Regions from separate parts of the Danio rerio genome. Here region 1 is linked to region 2. A link is a contact called in public Hi-C data. All regions are on one chromosome and are shown on one strand. Each heading gives the region's core, a stretch centred on a gene start, on an enhancer-like site or on the middle of the called end of the contact. The rest is flanking DNA. Distances are from core to core; before and after follow the strand shown.

Evidence for each region. Hi-C and Micro-C count contacts between places; a contact is called where the count stands out from the background.
Region 1: a contact with region 2 is called in a Hi-C map of embryo, with 2.2 times the contacts expected there. The contact joins the promoter of LOC100535882 here to the enhancer-like site in region 2.

What each region holds. Positions count from the first base shown.
Region 1 is chr18:38,307,271-38,311,096 of GRCz12tu, reverse strand. It overlaps LOC100535882, which reads left to right and starts at 2,308. Exons shown (of 14, transcript XM_003200473.7): 1 at 2,308-2,829. The coding sequence starts at 2,566.
Region 2 is chr18:38,209,022-38,212,878 of GRCz12tu, reverse strand. The region is part of intron 6 of LOC100535882; the gene reads left to right. Among named protein-coding and RNA genes, the nearest start is that of tbrg1, 62 kb to the right of the region's middle. Within about 2 kb of position 1,993, at least 3 of the 62 cell types and tissues checked have an H3K27ac peak or open chromatin away from gene starts, as enhancers often do.

The DNA of each region.
Region 1 (3,826 bases), core at 1,059-3,558, 98 kb before region 2:
TATTGAATGTAACAGGCCTCTGTCTGTCTATTGTCCAGCCTCTGACAGGGTCTTTTAATTGGTGCCGCAGCACTTTGATCATGCTCGGAGATTAAGTGAAGCTTGAGACCTATTATTCCACAACTGCCATGGGAGTATACTTGAAAAGAAACCCTATTGAGAATTTCCAGACAAGTCCAGTGCATTATATTACTGGCAATTCCCATAGTTTTACAGTCGTTTTCAGATAGATTCACAGTTTCACAGACAACAAACAGGACCAGGAAAAAGGGGTGTTTTAAAATGGACCCTTTTTACATTTTCGGGTTTCTCATAGTGAAAGTCATTATAGTTGGGTAAACATAGAGAGCAGTGAATAGGAGAGAAGAGCAATTTTTTTACAATCCTATTTGCTGAAATAATAGAAGAACAACTCGACTTTGATAATATCAAGACTTTAAAAAAGGGAGGAAAGTGTGAGATTGATAACGGTAGCCAGAAGAGAGAACAACGTCAAATTTACTGTCCTGCGCGTATACAGGCATTTCAAACACCTCACACAAGCAGTATTTTATTGTAGTTTGATGCAAAGGTGATATACAGTAGGTCTAATACATGTCAAGTTTTTAAAAATGGAAATATTAAAAACTTTTAAGCATTTAAGATTGTGTTGACAGTTAAACGAGTCATAACAGTATTGTTAAAAGGGACAATTGTTAGATTTGTCATCATGGCTGCCATCATGTGAAAAACAAAAAGGAGGGAAATAATGAACTCTAAACACGTCATAAAACGTTCATCATGACGACTTCTTTTTTTCAAAGTGTGTATTTTTAGCTTATACTGAACAAGTAAATGTGATTAGTATCACGATGAATTCACATTTGAATATAGGCTACTCATTTATTTTCATATTTGGGCCATTCCTTAACTACGCACACTTTCAGCCTTGTGAAGTTGAGTTTAAAAAAAGCTTGTTCAAAATTCACGTAGCCTAATAAGTTTATACAATTTGTTTAGTTTTAAGATCTGTAAGCGGACACACTTAAATAAGAAGAGAAACATTTTTTTTTCCATCGTGATCTGAACAAATGTCAATTCCACCACAACTCAATATTCAGTCAAACATTGTCTAAGATCTTTTTTGTATGTAGTTTAACCAACCTTTCTACAATATATACAATAATTATGCGTTTGTCAATGATATAAATTAGATGTATGCTGAATTGTACACTTGTTACACTAAAATGTAGGATTAAATTGGTTAAGAGCTTTTTAGAAAATAAATAAACTGAATTTGTATATTAAATAGAGCATGAACTTATACATTGTGAATACATTTTTAACGTGTGATGAGAACTTTTCAAATATATTTTTAAAAATGTGTGTGGTGGTGGAAATGACAGTGGTGGAAATGACATTTGAACAGTTTATTGTGAGAAATAGCTTCAAGGATTAGCTTTGAATTGATACTAGCCTTTCATGTATACAAAACAATCTTATTTACCTTAATTTTGTTTGGTTTTTAAAAACATCTCTGAAGGTACAGCATGTTTGGAAATGACGTAGAATAAATGTATTTCCTTATCAAGCAATATTTATTTAGATTTTTCTTCAAGTGTTATTGCTACAAATTTTAATTCCCTCCATCTTAAACAATAGTGATGACACTAATCATTTTCATAGAAACCACCTAAATAATCTTTCACACAAACTTTTTAAAGCGACTACAGTGTTGTGGTGGAAATATATAATACTGTGCGACAGCTATGTTTTGTATAAAAACAATATTGATAATAGTCTCACATTAATAAGTATAAAATATTTAAATTATTTCACAAGTGCTTAATTAAGATACAATAATAGATACCAGATAAATAACATTTTAAAATGATATTTTAATTGTTGAAGTTTTTAAACTCTGGATGTGTGAGGCGAAAACAGTAATTTTGACACCTAAAAGGAGGTTGAATAATACGAAAAACATATAACAGAAAGCTAGTACATTTAAAAAAAAATAGGCTAGGTTTTATTGTTAGTTTGACAAAGAAAGAGAAATTTGAACAAAATTATAGCCTTTATATTTTGGATATATGAGTGTCTGTATTTGAAGAATTACCCATTTGTGAAACTGGTCGGGGTGTAGCAGCACTCTTAACACTAACAAACTCCAAAAATACGCCTGGATACGTGGATAGATTTTACATTTCTAAATACGTAGCCTCACAGAAAATCGGGTATTATTTTCAAGATAGGTGACGGATATACCCATGCGGAGGACACACCCTCTACTGGCAACTTTAACCGCTACAGCTTCCCAGGCGATGCGCAGTCTTGCTCTTGCAGCGCTTTGCTTTGAGAGCACAGCCTATCCGGTTGACGCGAGAGTAAAGAAGTGCTTTCAGTCACTGGGAAAGTAAATGGGATGAAAGCTCAAGTCTATAGGTCAGCAGGTCTAACATACAAAGCCTCTTAACTGCAGCAGGTGGAAGGAGGAAGAGCAAGAGGAGGAGGAGGCGCCCTGGACTCCGCGCGGAGTGTGGAAAGACCTTGGTGGTCTTACTTACCTGAGTGAGCATCATTCATATGCCCGTTTTCACGCCGTGTCTTCATGATGGACAGATGGACAGTGTAAAGAAAGCGTCACCAAGCAAGACAAGGCTGATCAGCGCGCACAGGACAAGTGCGCAAATGTCAGCTATGAGATTGGATAGAGACCGAAAGAGTTGGCACTCTTGGGAAAGCTCGAGTTCGGACAGAAGGAGTGCTGTTAGGGCAATGATAAGGGATGTAAAGCGCGGACTACACTGGACTGTGATTTGCCTGTTCTCGCTTGCGCTGCGCCCGCAGGTAAGCCGCTGATTACGCGCTATTTTCAGCCGCCGTTTAACCTGCTTTGACTTTTTCAGGGGTGTTTTCTACACAGAGCTCTCCGTAGACGATTTTCAGCGCTGTTTCTTGTTACTTTAGAACTATTTGCAAGAGATATGGATTATAAATGTGGTTTTCGGAGTGACTTTTAAGGAGCACAACTTTTCAAACGCGTCAGTGATTTTCTGGGCGCAGTCCTAGTTTGAGGTTCACATCGCTCAATCGTTCTCTGCCCCAGATAACTACTTCAGCTATTTTTAACAAAAGACCACCCCAGTGTCCTGCAAAATCCACAATAACGCATAATATCAATAATTATGTTTTTTTATTATGTACTCCCGACAAATTAAGACGATATTGCAGCTGTTGCCATGGTTACCTCCTCACGCAAAGGTGATTTGTGTTCGCGGGCAAACGCACCTGGAGATCTCGTTAACTCAAACTTTGTTTGTTAGAATCATATCCAGAGCGAAAACATATTTTAAAGGCACCCATCATCTCCTTTCAACCCCCATTTAGGACTTTGAATTACGGGTGTCGAACCCCCACATTAGTCTGTTTGGGAGCCACCTGTTGTTCCATCATCATCTTTCTTTGTTACGTGCTGCACTTGTCGCTCTTTTGGGCGGGTTGCCTCGTTCTTCATGCAGATATTTAATCGTCATGCTTAGGTGGCTCACATATCAGGCACACAAGGAATGTGGTATTGCAAATGTGTTAAGACTATGTAACAAGATACATTCTAAATAAATCTCATATCAGCTCAACTGGTTTATTTGCACATGAAAGCATCATTTTGCTTCAGTAGTAAAATGAGGGTATTGCAGTGTTTTTCTGTTTAGAGCGGGGCTTATTTTTAATTTCATTATGTTTACATCAGGCAGTAAAGTAGCGGCCATGGAGATTTTATAAAGAGAAATTGGTCTCTTTGTGGGCTTGTGATTTTGTCTTTGTTTGCATTCCCAGAAAAACATTC
Region 2 (3,857 bases), core at 744-3,243:
GGTGTTGAGGATAATTTATTATCCATAAACAGCATTTTTTTGAAATACAAATAATTTATAGCCATTTAAATATCTTCTTACTTTTCGGAAAGTAATAATTCCTTGCAGAACTGAATTATTATTAAGAAAACACATACCAAATGTACTTTAACTGTGTATAAAGAATAAAATATAGGCAAAAAACATTTGTGATGTTTTAAAATAAAATAGTTTTATTTCAAACCCAATAAAGTGGATGGAGTAGCTCTGCCATATAAAATACTACTTGACAGATGCCAATAAAATAGGAAAACACTATATTTTATCTGAAATATCTGCTATTATCAGCTGTCAGTCAATCATTTCAAGAGTTCCACATAGATATGCTTGGCATTTATAGCAGGTTTGGCATGCTGTCCCGGGAGAGAACCCTGAGCTCGGAGATATTTAAGCCCAGGTCTCCTGCCTGGTCTAGAAGCATATCAGGAGATCCGAGATCAGGTAGGTCTTGATCGCTCCCCCTTTAGAAGGGGTGAAAAAGGAGGAGATAGGGTGGAAAGGGAGGATTCTTCCAAAACGAAGATAGAGCAATAAGGAGAAAGTGATCCATTTGTATTAAGTTAGGATCATTCTGATCGGATTATTACTGATTATGGATGAGTGGCCAGCGGTGCACAATCATATCATGTGCTCCTCTCGAAATTAGTTTATGAATCTTTACTTCTGTGCAGGGTTCCTGACAAAACCATCTCTGTCATGTCTTGACAACTCAAAGCTGATGATAGCAGAATGAAACAGTAATAATGTCAAACTTTATGAGTTAAAGTTTGTGTTAAAGTATTATGATTTTGTTACAAATTAACTGCATTAAACATGTTTTATTATAAATAATATGTCACAAAATGGTACTTGATTTGAATGTTGCTGCTGTCAGGCAGAAACTTTGTATCTTCACATTTATATATTTTTATAAATAATTGCTATTGGTCACCCTTTATGTCTGTCTAGAGATTTTATTAGTTATCCAATTAAATTATAAAAATAATTATTTATATAAATTATTAAAAAAAAAAAAAAAAATTCACTCATTCATTTTCTTGTCGGCTTAGTCCCTTTATTAATCCGGGGTCGCCACAGCGGAATAAACCGCCAACTTATCCAGCAAGTTTTCACGCAGCGGATGATCTTCCAGCTGCAACCCATCTCTGGGAAAATTATTATTTTATTAATATTTTATTCTTTTTATTATAAATTCATTTAAAAAAATAATATATTTATATAATTTATTGTGATGCCAATTGAGTATTTAATTCTTGAATGATTCTGTAAAAACAATTTAATCAATATCAAACATTGTTAATCAGCAGGCTAGGAACAGTAATAGGAAAAAAATAATGTAAGATGTTTCTCAATGTTTCTCAATATCTACAGATTTTTATTTTAATAATATAATAATAGGGCAGCGCGGTGGCGCAGTGGGTAGCGTTGTTGCCTCACAGCAGAAAGTTCACTGGTTTGAGGCGCTGGCATTCAGTTGGCATTTCTTTGCGGAGTTTGCATGTTCTCCCCGTGTTTGCGTGGGTTTTCTTCTGGTGCTCTGGTTACCCCCACAGTCCAAAGACATGCACTATAGGTGAATTGGGTAAGTTAATTGTCTGTAGTGTATGTGTGTGAATGAGTGAATGAGTGTTTCCCAGTGATGGGTTGCAGCTGGAAGGGCATCCGCTGTGTGAAACATAGGTAGAATAAGTTGGAGGTTCATTCCTCTGTGGCGACCTTTGATTAATAAGCCAAAAATATATTAATTAGTAAGCCAAAAATAAAATGAATTAATAATTTAATAATAATTATAATCATAATTTGAGATATAATTTAAATATTTTATTAATTTTTTCTTTAATTTTTAAGATAATTGAGAAGAGTTTCTGCCCAACAGCAAGGGTTTACAGAGTCATGAATATCACTCCCCGCTTACAGCAAAGGCACTGTTTGTGTAAATTGATCCAGATTAGCAGATCTGGACCCACGCATGGGGTTTTGTCAGGGCTTTGTAGAGGTGTAAGCTGATAGTCTTGGGTAAACAGAATGTGAGCCGAGTGCCTTTTTGGAAACGGAGGCTAAAACAGGCACTTGTCATTTATCGTTTATGTGAATTTTACACACACACACACACACACACACACACACACACACACACACAGACTAAACATGTGTGACCCTAGAGCACAAAACCAGTTTAATGTTGCATATGTATATTTATGGCAATAGCCAAAAATACATATACTATTACAATTCAAAACATTTTATTCTTGTTTTATGTTTATTTTTATTTTATGTTTATTTGTATAGCACTTTTTTTTACAATAAATATAATTTTAAAGCAGCTTTATAAAAGGAGCACATTGTTACAATACTGTCAAAATCAGAAAGAATAAAGGTGTAGTGTTTAGGGTGGACAGTAAATATACATAGTCAGTGATCATAGTCATAAATTAGTGGTCACCGACCTTTTAAAATTCCTAACCTTAAGCTTGCTGAAAGGCAAAACTTACCTATCAAGAAGCTTTTTTTTACACAATGTTTAAACACAGTTGTGTAGCAGCAGTCTGTGAATATAGCCAGCCTCAAATGGTAAACATGTACATGACATCAGAGGGGGAAAGCCCCGGCCATTAGTGACAATCTTTCCCACATTAGCATTAACAGCCCTGAGTGAGAAGCAGCCGTCTACCATTAGAGTTTACACAGCATACCTGCTGAAGATAATGCCAACTAAGACACAAGAGCATTTTAAAAGTGGAGTTTTAGGAGCTGTAATAAAATTCTTTAAATAATAATAACTACAACAACATTAATAAACATACTAAAGTATTATAGCATAATAAAACGATAGCAATTGTGGATTTTGCAGCACAAATTCACAATGTTATAAATAGGCAAACTGCTGCTTGCAGCTTGATATTGTTATGGGTGCTTAGGGCCCGATCAAATCAAACATGTTGTTTGGGGTGAGAGGAACCATTTTAAAGGGCCATGATACCTCCTCTTTCGGTTTGATTCTACCTCAGAATTAAAAAAAAGAAAAAAGCTTCATAATGGGTGTTGAGCGCAGAGGTGTCAAAGTAGGTCCCTCTTTATTCCAATCATAACCCTGCTGGAAATCTAAAGAATTTTAAACATAGTTGAACACAGCAGCAGGGATATAGGCGATGTGTCTGAATGGTAACAAGCTCAACTGATAAAAGACAAACTCTGCCATTCTCCAATTCTTGTCCAGCTCTCTAGACTAAAATGCTTGCTGCAAACCAACAGGTTTGCTGTACCCTGACAAAATCAGGGAGAAAAGCATGCAACAAACCCTGTGGATTATAGAAACAAACACATATGACCTGTGCCATGCACAGATGCAGTCTCACCTGCAGTCATTAGGTCTCACAGATTGACAAGTCTGCCTTGCCTTCAGAAAGTACGTGCTCTCATGAATAATTAAGAAGCAGGATCTTCTCATAGGATAAGAAAACTTAGCTGTGAATAATAATGAGAAACTGACATCACTCCTCTTGCCAATTTGCGCAAGATCTCAAAATTATACAGGTTTATCCACAATTAAAGCTAACAGCTGCGAACATTGTCTTAACTGATGCTCAACAACGCAAATCTGTTAAAATCTTTAAAAAAAAAACTAAAACTTGAGGCTTTCTTGAACCTTTAAAGTAGTTTTCTATTGGCAGTGAGCATTTTTCATGATGCTTATGCACCCTGGATGCCCCATGTTTTTGCAGGAGCATTCTGAGCATTAACATGACATACTGTAAACATGTTAAATGGTTCATGTTACATGACTTTTTTATACATTTCCTACAGTAAATATATCAATA